Regions from separate parts of the Gossypium arboreum genome. Here region 2 is linked to region 1. Evidence: chromatin contacts called from public Hi-C data. All regions are on one chromosome and are shown on one strand. Each heading gives the region's core, a stretch centred on a gene start, on an enhancer-like site or on the middle of the called end of the contact. The rest is flanking DNA. Distances are from core to core; before and after follow the strand shown. Region 1 holds the start of LOC108483105 (photosystem I chlorophyll a/b-binding protein 5, chloroplastic). Region 2 holds the start of LOC108479787 (transcription initiation factor TFIID subunit 4b-like).

The links. A called contact is a pair of places that touch in the nucleus more often than the background predicts.
Region 2: a contact with region 1 is called in a Hi-C map of leaf, with 5 times the contacts expected there. The contact joins the promoter of LOC108479787 here to the promoter of LOC108483105 in region 1. A contact is called at or near these places in 5 of 5 Hi-C or Micro-C datasets (all in leaf).

What each region holds. Positions count from the first base shown.
Region 1 is chr1:77,573,033-77,580,427 of ASM2569848v2, reverse strand. LOC108483105 (photosystem I chlorophyll a/b-binding protein 5, chloroplastic) reads left to right here and starts at 2,054. Exons shown (of 7, transcript XM_053029183.1): 1 at 2,054-2,394; 2 at 2,489-2,621; 3 at 2,690-2,802; 4 at 2,901-3,005; 5 at 3,110-3,198; 6 at 3,280-3,441. The coding sequence starts at 2,180. The coding sequence ends at 3,422. It overlaps LOC108483102 (pentatricopeptide repeat-containing protein At2g04860), which reads left to right. Exons shown (of 3, transcript XM_017786314.2): 1 at 1-534; 2 at 1,176-1,330; 3 at 1,406-1,883. It overlaps LOC108483101 (protein WEAK CHLOROPLAST MOVEMENT UNDER BLUE LIGHT 1-like), which reads right to left. Exons shown (of 4, transcript XM_017786311.2): 3 at 6,023-6,821; 4 at 3,857-5,904. The coding sequence starts at 6,715. The coding sequence ends at 4,132. It also overlaps the pseudogene LOC128280482.
Region 2 is chr1:77,902,072-77,908,799 of ASM2569848v2, reverse strand. LOC108479787 (transcription initiation factor TFIID subunit 4b-like) reads right to left here and starts at 1,396. Exons shown (of 13, transcript XM_053029184.1): 1 at 1,104-1,396; 2 at 870-975; 3 at 67-590. The coding sequence starts at 1,142. LOC108478681 (zinc finger protein ZAT10-like) reads right to left here and starts at 4,259. Exons shown (of 1, transcript XM_017781155.2): 1 at 2,979-4,259. The coding sequence starts at 4,166. The coding sequence ends at 3,486.

The sequences.
Region 1 (7,395 bases), core at 805-3,304:
GGGCTGATATTTCAATGAGGTATATCAGAAATGATAGCAAGGGATCACAATTGGAACCCGTCAGAAACCGCATTTTTATGACAATAGGATTTGCTGGTGGATACACTAGACCAAAATGGGATGGTTCAGAATCTTGCTACTAGTTATTGGGTATAAGTGCATCATCAGCGTCCAAGAGGGACTAACTTCCAATGCTTTGCAAGCCCTCGGAATGCTCTACTGTTGTTGGATCTCTCAATGGGAAGATTCAGTTTTATTCAACCAATTCTATGAGACAGGCAAGAACAACTTTTCCTGGCCTTGGGTTTCCCAGGACTCATGTTTATGTTACGTTTGATGGGAAGTATTAGGATCAACTGGTACCTATTTGATCCTTATTTGCACCCTTTTTGGCAACAAGGATGGAAAGACAAAGACAGGTTTTAGTGGGTGTTTGGGGAACAGGATAGAGCTCCACGTTTGTTGAAGCTAACTCCCCTGGATTCACATTTAGCAGGGGCCAATTACAAGTTCAAAAATGCTCAGCTTTCATGGGTAAGCATGCATATACTCTTATTCAGGTTTTAACTTCCTATTGCTTGTGCTTTTAGCTGCTGAGCTGCATTTAATATACATGATGTAGGTATTACTAATTGGCCATCTAATCTTGAAGGAAGTGCTTATTTGGCAGAATATTACCAGTGTCTTTTTTGTTTTTTTAAATTTTGAATAGCTAGCTGGAGTTGTTTGATATCCTTTTGAATTTTGGTTCCTTCGGATTGCATTATTTTTTGATATGTTACTTGCAGCATTGATCCAGTATGTTATTTTATGTGAACTCCGAGGTTAAGGATCTAAAAACTGATCCAGTTTGCGTGTTCCAATTGCACATGTTGCATCAATTTCATTGTCCCCTGGTGGAAACATGATATTTGGATTTGTTGCCTCAGTTGTCTAATATGCTGAATCATTAACATGATTTTGAAGATTCTCCTCACGCTTGATTTGTGAACTTGGTTTTGAGGTCTACACACTTCTCATTTTGTTGCATTCCTTTGTCCAACTTGGTTAAATATCAATATTAAAGCGGCTAGGCCACTTTATTCCCTGGAAATCTAATTACCTCTGCAACATACAATCAACATGCCTTTTATGCCATCTCTATCCTTAAAAGTTCTTTAATCAAGTTTTTTCAGTTCAAGTTTCATCGAGTGCCACTACTAAAGGATGATGAATGGCATGAGGATTGAGGAGGGTGGAAAGGACTATAGAGTACGGAAAGACTCCATTGTCACTTAATAGATAGCGTACATAGTGCTTGCAACAGTTCCTCTCCCCTTTTAGGTCTCAGGTTGTTGTTCTTTCCAACATTTTCTTAGTTTCACAAATGAAAACTTCTAATCATTTGTGTTGCTGCATGACACAGGTCACCAAGAACAGGAAGCAAGAGCACCATCTAGTCGGAACGGTAGGCAAGTTTAGTGTAATATGGGACTTCCAACAGGTGAAAAACGGATCTCACACATGCTACCATATTCACGAGGGTTTGAAGAGCTGTTAGAGTCCTTACGGATGACTCCATTGTTGACAATCGTTTCGTGCATGATAAGTTTGCAGTCACTGACTCTCATGAAACCCCACTAGTTGTTGCCACCCCTCTAAAAGTCCGTTCGTTCAGCATTTCAAGCAGGCAGTTATTTGTTCCACTACCACTCTTCCCTAATTTGTAACTTTCCGAATTTTACCAAAGAAGTCGCTGCTGCATTTGTAGAGCTTCTCAACTGTATTTTTCTTTTCTCAATTGTTATTTTCCTTGTTAGATTAAGCTGGCTTGCATGTGTATCTGGCAACACTACTACTGTAATGATCTCCCTTTTGCTAGTTAATTGTTGTTACTATAGTTTTATTTAGTTGTAAAGGTAGCAGTTATGGGTTCAAAAGTGAATGGCTATGCTGGTTGATATCTTTCAATAGGTCCAATAATCCATATATCCAAACCCAATGGCTAGGAAGGGGCGAGTGGGTCTGTGTTATCATGTTTTCCACATATGGTGCCATTTTCTATATATTTAACTGTAATAATTTTTTAATGATGACGTGGACGCCATAAATGCCTCCAATAAGATTTACTGATAAGCAAACATAAAAAGAAATACAAAAGAAGAAAGAAGAGGAAAATAAGGAAACAATCAACACAACAATGGCGGTTGCGGTTGGAAGAGGCTTCCTTGTTCAACCTTGTTCTTATTCTTCTTCACCCACATTTCACAACAAAATATACAAACCCTCGTTGGGCTCAGCAACCACATTTTGGTCTACTTTTGCCCCTCAGCGTTATCCACAAGTTGCAGTTCAAGCTCAGCAGCGACCAACATGGCTCCCTGGACTTGACCCTCCGCCATATTTGGATGGAACGTGAGCAACTGTTCCATATGAAGTTCCCTACACAATAATAGAATTTACACTGGTTTCAGTTTTTGACCTTCTTTTTGTTGTTTCGTAAATCCAGTTTGGCTGGTGATTATGGGTTTGACCCTCTTGGCCTAGGAGAAGATCCCAAGAGCTTGAAATGGTTTGTTCAGGCAGAGTTGGTCCATGCTCGCTTTGCCATGGCTGGAGTTGCTGGAATTCTATTCACTGATGTAAGTGATTCTTCCATGGATTACTGTTATTGGGGCTTGGTGGAACTTATTCACTTTATATTTTGCAGTTACTACGCGTTACAGGGATCAGCAATTTACCAGTTTGGTATGAAGCTGGTGCAGTGAAATTTGAATTTGCCAGCACAAGAACTTTGATTGTTGTTCAGTTTCTTTTAATGGGGTAGATACTATATACGCCACAATTTTCTTATCTAGTTAGTAAAAAAATATGCATTTTGTATATAGACTAATTGCTTGGTTTGATGTTGATGAGGACAGGTTTGCTGAAACTAAAAGATACATGGATTTCATTAATCCAGGTTCTCAAGCCAAAGAAGGATCTTTCTTTGGATTGGAAGCTGCACTGGAGGGTTTAGAACCTGGGTATGTTTTTGAGGATCCTTAGACAATCATATCCCATTAGCTGCTTGAATCTCTAAAAATGGAAATCAAACTTAAAGAGACTTTTTTGTTTTCATGGTGAACAGCTACCCTGGAGGTCCACTGCTAAATCCACTTGGTCTGGCCAAAGATATTAAAAATGCTCATGAATGGAAGCTGAAAGAGATAAAAAATGGTCTGCTTTGCCTATTTCCTCCATCATTATTGTGTGTGTGTGTGTGTTTTCATTTTGTTCTGAAACCAGGTGTCCATGCAGGAAGACTGGCGATGATAGCCATGCTAGGCATCTTTGTGCAAGCTTATGTGACACATGCAGGTCCAATTGATAACCTTGTAGAGCACCTTTCAAATCCATGGCAAAAGACCATCATTCAAACCCTTGCTAACTCTACTTCTTGAACCTCAAAACCAAATGCGGGTCTGTCTTCTTCACTTTTGCCATTGGCTTATACTTTGATGCAAATGTAAATTACTCCTACTTCCCCATTTTTATTACCATTTATTCTTTGTTCAACTGCTGTAAGCAATAGAAGATTTATGATTTCAAGGCCTAAAGCTGGTAAACAATGGCATCCAAACAGGGCTTTCACAAAAATGGAATACTAACAACAATATCGATACCAATCGAGTTAAAACTTGTAAACCAATTACTTTTAAACATGACATATGTAATAAACACGAAAATAGATTAATGAATATAATATAACAATTTTAACACGATGGATCATTTATTTCAGGTTTATGTTTACATAGTTAACAGAAAAAATAAACGAGCAATACATATACACAAATTACCCTATGTATGGGTTATTAACTTCTTAAAATTAACATGATTATGAATAAGGCAAAGAAGACAAAGTTGTTTTTCATTCATAATGAACTTCAGTTTATATCAAAGCCAATAGAGAATAGAACCACCTTTATTCTTAAGATTCTCCAGCCATACAACCCTTCTCAGTAAGCAAGAATATATCCTCAACTTTATCATACATCAACGAATCAATAGAATTTACACTGAGAGTAAACCCTTTGATGAACATTAATGGCCACCTTAACAACCAAGAAAAGAAAAAGAAGAGAGGTGAAATCACAATACCCAAGAAGTTTACTAGGTTTTGGACTTGGTTTTTGAAAAGCTTGCCTTTTTTCTGGAGAAGAACATGAAAATCTTGGGGAAGAGTGACTTTTTCTTTTTCTTTACAACCACTGTCTCTGGGGATGATTCAGATTCTTTGTTATGCCCATAGATTGCCTTGGAGGTATCCAGAGTGCTGGAAGGAGACATGGTTACAGGTTCAACCTTATTACTTTGTCTCTTTCCCTCAAAACTTGACCTTGGAGGGTTTCCTCCATGACTTGATCCAGAAGCCTTTCGGCGCTTCTCATGTTTAGCCCTCCATTGTCTCAATTCCTGTTCTACACCTAACTTCCCTTCCTTGGCCTTCTCAGCCTTCTCCAAAGCTATTTCTAGTGCTTTCTTTCTTTCAGCCATCTCTCGATTTACTTCTTCCAGCTTTACCAAGCTTCTTGACTGGGATTGCTTAGCTTCCTCGATTTGAGAAACGGTAGCTGCCGCGATCATGCTGGCCTGTTCCTCTACCTCATATGCACGTTTTCTAAGGTCATAGTACTCTTCTAAGGAAAGAACTACACTATCTGATGAATCCACATTATTGATGTCTTGCAATGTTTCGATAGCAACTAAAGCTGACTCCTTTGAAGCCTTAACTGCCTCTATCTCCTTTTCAACTGCAAGTAATCTACTCTCCAAGGTACCTGCTCCAGCCTTTGCTTGCTCAGCCTCTTCATTTAATTTGCTTAGCTCTTGATTAGCCATTTCAACAACTGACTTGGCCTCATCAGCCTCTTGTGCTGCCTGCTGCAGTAGTTTGGTTAGCTCCACCATTTTATCTCTGGCCTCTTTTTCTTTCATGCTTTCTCTTTGCTTCATGGAGGCAAGAGCAGACTTTTCCTTTTCAAGCTCTGATTCCAATGAAACAGCAATCACCTTCAAAGAATCCACTTCTGTAGTTGCTTTTTCTATTTTGAGCTTCACCTCTTCAAGTTCCTTCTTTGCTGAAGCAACCGCAGCTGGTATATCAGTGTGAGTTCTATTCTCTGGTGTCTGTGACGCATCGCTGAGGTATCCATTATTTTCCAACTTGGACTTAGATTCCAAATAAGCAGCTAATTCAGCTTTCAAATCAAGTAGCAGTGCTGAAGCAATGTCTAGCTTTGGTTTCATGTCTTTTTCTGATTGGATTTGCTGATTGAGTCTCTGGAGCTCCTCTTCAGCCTGTTTTAGTTCCTTCTCCCAATAGTGAGTATCTTGGTCTCTGGCCATGGCCGCTACAATTCTTTTCTCTTCAGCCCCCACATGGGTAGCCTGTGCAGACTCTAAAGACTCCTTTGTGGCCATCATATCTATAGTCATTCCTTCCACTGTCCTCTCAACCTCTTTTGAAGAAGATTTGGCCTCTTCAGCTTCCTTAATGGCTATATCTCGCTCAGTCACCATAGAAGCATATCCCTTTCTTAATGTTTCCAACTCTTCGTTAACAGATTCCAGCTCCACAACAGCAGCAGCATGCCTAGCTTTAGCAACCTCAAGCTGTTGCTTTGCTGCAACACTAGCCTCATCACCAATCCCTTGTTCCATCTCCTCCGCTCTGAGCATAGCGAGTACAGAGTCTTGTCTTGCCTGATTCTCTTCATTTTGTGCTTTCTCCAGGCTTAGCTTTAGCTCATTTATTTGTCTAATTGTGCTGTCCAGCTCTTGTAATACTTGCATTTTTGCCTCTTCAGCATCCACTAACCGATTCTTATACACAACCATATCCTCCTGTAGTTTCTCAAGGTCCTGGACTGCAAGCTTGCTTCTCTATTGCCCAGCCAAAAAAAATTACATTTAGCAGACATGAACAAGACAAAAACATATTGCAACAACATAGAATTTCTTTTAACATAAATACCACTATAAATATGTCTAATTAATATACCTCAACAGTTTGTGTTCTATTGGATTTCCATCTAACAATTCCTCCAAACTTGGAACCTGCTTCTTTAACAGATTCAAAAGTTGCAGCTGTATCAATATGAACTTTATTTAAATCACCTTCTTTTGTCAGTGTTGAAGTACCAGATTTTGGGGATTCAAAACTAGAAGTGATAATCCGTTTACGAGGCAAAACAAGATTACGGACTTGGACTAGATGATCGCCCTTTTTAGCATCTTCTACCTCAGAGTCATTGACCTTGGGAGAACTTCCAAGAGAACCATTACCTTGACTCTGTTGTCCATCCAAAGTATCTTTTATGGATCCATCAGCAGAATTATTGGAGGAAGCAGAAGGCAAAATCATGTCATTGTCACCATCGACAACAGCTTGTTGAAGTTTCTGACCATCAGAAACACCATGTGTACCTTCAATAGCAACCGTGGTGACATCTATAGGGGGTGAAGAAAGCTCACTGGCTGGTGCTATATGGTCATTTTCAGAATCTTCAACACCAGTATTTTTAGATAGATTTTCATCTGAACTCTCATATATTCTTCCAGACCTAGAACCTTCCATCATTCTACTCTGTAGATCTATCTCAGTTTGATCAATAACAACTGATGAAGCTAAAGCTGCATTATCTATTATAGGCTCTACTTGTGCTGCATTTGGATCAGGCTTAGAACTTTCCATTACTGACAAATGACTTTAAAGAGGATAAGGAAGAATCTAAACAATATATCTCTTCTGCTTGTACATTCCGCTTATGAGAAAAATGGGAAGGGATCTGGCAAGGTGTCTGTAACCAAGAAAATGGAAACCATGTAAGAGGCAGGTAAAAAAAGAAAAAAAAATCACAACAAATCACTTCCTAAAAAAAAATCACAACAAATCACTTCCTAATCCATCCAATTCTTGAGAAAAAAAAAAGAGATGAAGCTAATATGAAAACTTGAAACATATGTTTAGCAAACACATCATCAATAATTAATCATATCAGAATGAATCGACAATTTCAAATAAAAATATGGGGGTAGCTCTTTAACACAGCACATAGACAGACTTCTTTACCTTGAATGAAATTCAAACTGCATAAATCCAATCCAAATTCATAAATAGAAGCATCTCTATTTCTCAATCCCATTGTTTTCCGACTAGTAGATAAACAATTTTAGCATAACATTACCATAATTTAATCAAAATTTAACTTTTTCTTTCCCCCTAATATTTTGGAAGTTCACTTCTTTTTCAGAAGAATCAATAATCATAACTATATTTTGAGATAAGGACACAAATTATCATCTAGAAAATCTGCTAATCCTGCATTTAATTGCAAAAGGTTGTACAAAGTAAAATAAAAGAAAATCAAATTA
Region 2 (6,728 bases), core at 147-2,646, 330 kb before region 1:
GCCTATTACATCGATTACTCAAGAAACAGTATAATTCTAGCAAATGGATTGAGGTTAAAGATCAACCTTTAGTTTACCGTAAAGGGTGTGAAGCTGCATCGCTCTGTCTTTATCGAGTTGGGGCAGTAAGGACGGCAACAGCACAGCAAATGGAACTTGTTTTCCTCGATTTACTTGATTATTTGGCTGCTCTGTGCCACCAGCCTGTTGATTACTCATCTTCTGTAATTTTGCATATTGTGATTCACTGTCTTGAATATTGGTTCTCTCCGGTTCACGTGGGATTGGACTTCGTTCAGTAGTCTGAATCCCAGCCATTAGAGGAACCTGAGCAGAAACCTGTTCAGCTACTCCTTGTTGATGATCGTCCTGGGGTTGCTTTTGTTGTGGTGGTAGACAATTAACTCCTTGCGGAACATCATTTGGCTGTTGTAGACTCCCCATAACAAGAAGTCCCTGTTGCTTTTGCTCCATTTCGGATGATCGCTGCTGTGCACTTTGAACAGGTTGTTGGTGTTGAAAGTTAGCGTTTCCGTCTTGCCCCACGGTTGGCCATTGTGCAAGTGACTGACTAGAAACTCGATTGCTTCCTTGAGACAAAACTGTTCTACTTTAAAAATCATCCGTGAATTTCCCAGTTGAAAAATTTTCATTACAATCGGAGCTAACATAAAAGGAAAGACAACGACAACCTCAATTAGACGGCAGAATATTGGTTTTCTAACAATCTACGTGATTACTGAATTTAATTCTAATGTCACTATTTTTTTAAACCAAATCCAGATTCTTTGCCCTCCAAATTTGGAGACCAAGTTTCAGCAAAAAAGAAAAGAAAAGAAAAGAAAACCAAGCAATTTAAATTGTGATACCGGTATCTGAATCAGGTGGCTGAGAAGTGGATGCATCGCCTTCAATATCTCGATTCAAGGCAGCCTGGAACGCCTCAACGTCAGCCCCCGAATGCATGGACTCGTCCTATTATCAGTTTTTTTTTTAATTTTAAATACAGAAAATATAACGAATAGTCTTAAACTTATTACGAATTCCATAAATAATGCAAGCAAGAAATATCCAAAACAAAGGGAAAAAAGATAGAGAGAAACCTCATCTTCTTCAAAGAACTTAACTATGGAAGGGTCCATTACTAATGAATTTTTTCCTGTAAACGGCAGGTGAGTAGGAATCCTTGAGCTTACAGGGCCAAACAATATATGTACACTAATTGAAAATATTATTACATAAAAAAAGAAAAGAAAAAAGAAAAATGAGAATAAAAGGATGGAACTTTAAAATGGAAAAATTCAAAAAAGAGAGAGGGAGTAGTTGTTTTGCAGTGGATCGAGAAAACAGGAAATGTGCTTCATAGAGAGAAAGGAAGAAGCAAACTTCCGGATCAACTGTTGACCAAAGCCCATTAATAAATATGGGAAAGGACCAATTCTACCTTTGATTCAAATACCGGATGTAAGCAGTTTCCTCAGTTGAAGCTTAAGGAAATGCTAACTGGGCCTCCAGCCTGCTCTCCATGTTCTTATATCTTTGATTTACAAATGCTTTATTCATTATTCCCCTTAAATTATACGATTACAGTTTTTTTTTTTCTAAAAAATTAACGGTGTTAAAAGAAATTGGATGAGACTTCATTAATCCAAACGCATCATATCATTGATGAGTTTATTTGGTTTAGAGTGACTTAAATTATTTAATTCAAAATTTATAATTACTCTTCCCAACAATATCATCTTAAATTATTAGATCTCTTTTTTAAAAAAAAATATTACCGTTGCATCTAAAGTTGAATTCCCATATTAAAACACAGGCAGTTGGGCTCGTATGTCAGCAAACACAATGCCCCCAGTCCCGCTAATTCCACTCACAACACCAACGACAAGCAATTCCCATATACAATAAAATCAAGCCTCTACTTGTTATCTTCTAATGTAATCCTATAAAAATAAAGCAGAAAGGAAAAGAAAAAGAGTTATTTCATTTGGATTAAATTTCTTATACATGTTAATAAAGTGGACTTTTTTTTTTTACCCAAGTGCAGTTATGTTAATTCTGAGATGAAATTAGTTTATAAAAATTTCAAACTGAATAGTGCATCAAATCGAGTCAAACTCAACAGTACACGTTACTTTTTTATATATTTCCTTTTATGTTTACTTTTAATAGGTTTCCGCCACCAAACAAGAACGCCGACGTTTTCTCCAAGTCATGTCACTAAAATGTTTAGAAGTTGGAGATGAAGCTTTGTCAAAATGTTCGTTAAAAGATTTTTAATCCACTTTGAATTTTCAATTACATACATAAAAGCAATACCTAACTATTTAGTAATTAGTAACAAGTGGAGCATAACAAAACAAGCTTCTTAAGAGTTTTTTTTTTTTAATTCATGAGTTTTAAAGTTGGTAATAAAATTTTTAAGAAAAGTACGAATCTAACAAATTAATTGAATAAAAAATGAAATTAAGTTATTAGATCTTGTACTCTATGCAATTTTAGTATTTGTATTTTAATTTTTTTTAGTTTTTGTATTTTTAAATTTTGAAAATTTTAATCATGATGAAATGATAGCTAATAAATTTATTAAGTGAAGTTTTATTATTTTCAAAATTTTATGCATCAAATATATTACATTCAGTTTGTTATTTTCACATATTTTCTAAAAAAATCAATTAATAAATTTAATGGCTATCGCTTGCATTAAGATTGATATTTTGAAATTAAAAAATATAGCGACTAAGAATAATCTTGTTGAAGAACATGGATTAAATTTATCACTTTAGAAATAATACAAGACTAATAGTATAATTTAACCAAATATATTTAACTCTTACAATTTAGTTTAGACTAAAATTTCAAAATTCAAAAAAACATATAAAATATATTTAATCAAATTAATATACAAGCAGTATATCTACAAGTTATGCAAAGTAGACGGCGAGAATTTGACCAATAAAAAACTGGGGACTCGGTGAATCCAAATATGCATTGTATTAGCATTGATTGAATCAATACGGAAGTGATGATGATGAAGAAGAAAGTATCAGATCAAAAGCCACCACTAACTCAATCACTTTCCCACACGAAAACAGCATGTATATGCGGAAAGAAATGAATCACAAATCAACTTATTAGCCGCCCCATCACGTACACCCCCACTTCATGCCTATCTTCCTAACCACAACCATTCGACCCAAAATGACTTTGTAAACTAAATATTATTAATTACGACAACCAAACAATAACACATGCAACATACACCTCATCTCTATGGGCTGTTATTAGCCTTTAGCTACTTTTTTCTTTTGCTGCCCACGTTTTGCAAACCGTATGAGAATAAATCGTAAGAGGAATTAAAGTAATTGAATTGAGTAATTAATTTAAAAAAAAAAAAAAACTTGCTGCCATTGAGACCAATGAATGGTCCATGTGCTATGTACAAAAATAAAACAAAAAAAAAATGGAATCTGGCCTAAAATTTAGTTGACTTCAATTTTGGGTGGCCTCTGCATCAAGAGACATGGTTTCTTACTAGGGTGTGGGCTTTCAACTTCATCATCACCGCCGGAAACAAATAAATTAGCCGGTGAGAATGCAGGAAGACCCGGTATATTCAGATCAAAGTCCCGGTGGGTGGTATTGGTTGAGGTTGAACTCACTCCTTCAGATGTAATGCTACCGGTATTCGCTGCCCCACCTTCATAGTGGCATCGCTTATGGCCTCCCAAGGCCTGGCCAGAAGGGAAGCTTTTGTGACAGATTGAACACTCGTGGGACCTACCGCTTGGGTTTGATCCAACGGCTGATAAGGTCGTTGGCGTTGAGTGGTCATCGTTGCCTCCTGAAAGTTTACGGTGGCTGGCTTTGTGGCCATCCAAAGCCTGGTAAGAATTAAAGGCCTTGTTGCAAACGCTGCACTTGTAGGTGCCAAGTTTTTGGTGAGTCAAAGTAGTGGAGGTCGTTCGAGGAGCACCGCCGCGTGCTAACATAATAAGGCAGAGAGCGAGGTATTCTTCCTCGGTGGGAACATGGTCATCGTCCAAGCGTGGTCGCTTGGAACGCTTACGCTTGGTGAAGGAATCGAGGCAGTGTAAATTGGTATCTTGGAAGTGAAAAGGAGCAGCAGCGTTTGTTGGGGAGTTAAGAGCTTCTAAAGCCATCTGATTGAAGCACTGAAAATGAGCCAAGGTTTTCAAAAAGCAAAGAAGAAATTGAGAGTTGGAAGAGTGAGTGAGAGTGAAGGGGATTTTATAAGGGAAGGGAAGGGAAGGGAAGTTGCGTGGCTAGTGTGAATTGATGAGAAATGTGAAAGTAAAGCTTTTAGTTGATTTATTAAAATAAAATTACACAAGTAGTTGGGTTAGCTATATTCCGCACGAGGGTGGAAAAAGCAAATAGAAAAGCGAGTGAGTTTGGTCTACTTGGTGGCGTCGGTCAAATAAAAGCCTTCCGAGTTTGAAGTAGTATAGGGTGGGCCCTTCTTCCATTTAAGCGAGTGATACAAGAAGCAAGACGGCTACCAAGTCAAATATCATCCCTTTAAGAGTTGAAAACCAAACGCCGCCTTTTTTTTTTTTTGTCTCTAGGGTTAGTTTATTGCTTTTGAAACCTGTTTTTAAAAATGGTTGTGACAAAATAATTTTGAGAATATATTTTAAAAGTTTAGTTAATATTTAAGTGTTTAATTTTGTTGTCTGAAAATATTTTTGAGAAATAAAATATCTATTTTAGATATAGTGTTATAAGCTAATAAATATGTATTTAAATAATATTTAAATAATTTATAATGGAAAAGTAATTACATATCCAATATAAATATTATATAAAATTTATTATAAAGTTTAAAATTATATTTTATTCTTAAAAGTGCTTTTGTCAAAAGTATAAGTTCAAGGACGATGCCAAAATAATTTTTTAGGATGAGCCGAATGAAATTTTAATTTTTATAGTATATATCTTTATAATTTTAAATAATTAAATTAAATTTTTATAATTTTAAAGGGTTTAAGTATAATTTTAACTTTATTAATTTAAAATTTTTAAAAAATTTAGAGGGCCTAAATAATAATTTTTATTTTAGGAGGTCAGGGCCCATACCACCCCCTTAAAATCTAAATTTTTTTTTGCTTTTGAGTTCAAAAGTACTTGTCAAAAATAATTCGACTTAAAAGTTATTTGTTTAATACTACTTATGGCTCTAATACTTTTGAGAAGCAATACTAAACTAAGCTTAACAGTGTTTAAATTTTTTATTAAATTTATTAATAATCCTTAATTTTAATTTTAAAATAAATTGCAACTAAGGTAATTAAATTGTTAGTATATTTACCTAATGTATCTCAACATTTTAAAAACTTAAAAAGAGAAACCTTCATATTAGTTAACTAGCTATTAAAAAAATTATAAATGTTTATTTAAAATTTATTTTTTAGCCTTTAGAGAGCAAAATTATCTATTAATCTATCATAATAAATCTCAGATAAGATTTCTTTTTCAATTAATAAAATATGTAAACCATTTAATTTTTGTGAGACATTGTTAATCTTAAGTAAGATTTTATCAATTTTAGTTTTAAGAAAATTTTCTCGGTTGATTCAACATAAACATAAATAGTTAACATTATACACATTTGGAAAGGAATAAACTCTTTACATATAATTATGTCAATTGAGTGTCATTTTCCAATTTGATAGTTTCTTTCAAAATATTCAATTTTAGAAACAAATCTAATCCAACAATATTTATATGACTTCCATGTTTCAAAGAATTTTCAAGATTAAGACAATATACTTTCAAATTTTCATAATCTAATGACTTTATTTTTCTATATTCAATAAAAAACCAAAAATATATTTATATATTTTAAATTGTTCAAATCTATTTTGGAGAGAAAAATGCTTAATCTACTATGTATAAAAATAATCAATTCTAAAACATTCTTGAGGAGCTTTTATGGTTTCATTATCAACATTTTTCACGTAATTTAGATTCTATTTCTCAATAGTTATTTTTTTAGCACACATCATAGCATTGTGGAATCTGTTGAAAAATATGAAAATGAGGAATAAGCGCCGAAGGGAGTTCCCACTCCCTAGCTAATTGGGACAGTCAAGACTTTTTCTATATTAGTGTTGTTTTATTGAATTAAAATAATTTTTGTGTTACTTATGTGGAATGTATCTAGCCCATCAATGAATATCATATCACTTGAGGAAACATATTTGGAAGATTGAATCGGATCGGATCAACCTTATGTAATCCATTAGATCATGAATATAAGATTGGATTGGATTGGACTGGAATTATGCATTTTTAGCTGCCAAGAGTCCATGTTGACCTTGTTCATTATTATTATATGGTATTCAACTTATAATGTGGTTGTTTTTACAGGGATTGTAATAAATTTTATTTATTTGTGGAGCTTGAAATATTATAGTTACGACTTCCCTAACATGTTTGTGACAATGATTTTTTTAAGAGTCAGACTCAGTATATGATTTTGTAGAATTTTTCATCTTTTCACTAAAGAAGAAAATAATTTGTTAGAGTTGAGTAACTCGAACCCTTGTTAAAATAAAATCCAGTGGTAAAATAGAATAAAATAAAAATCTATATAGAACTATACTTCTTTTATTTTACATTGATTAGAATAATGTTTTTCAACCTTACTACACTTCATCTATTTGACATTGATTAGAATAAGGTTTTTCAACTTATAAATA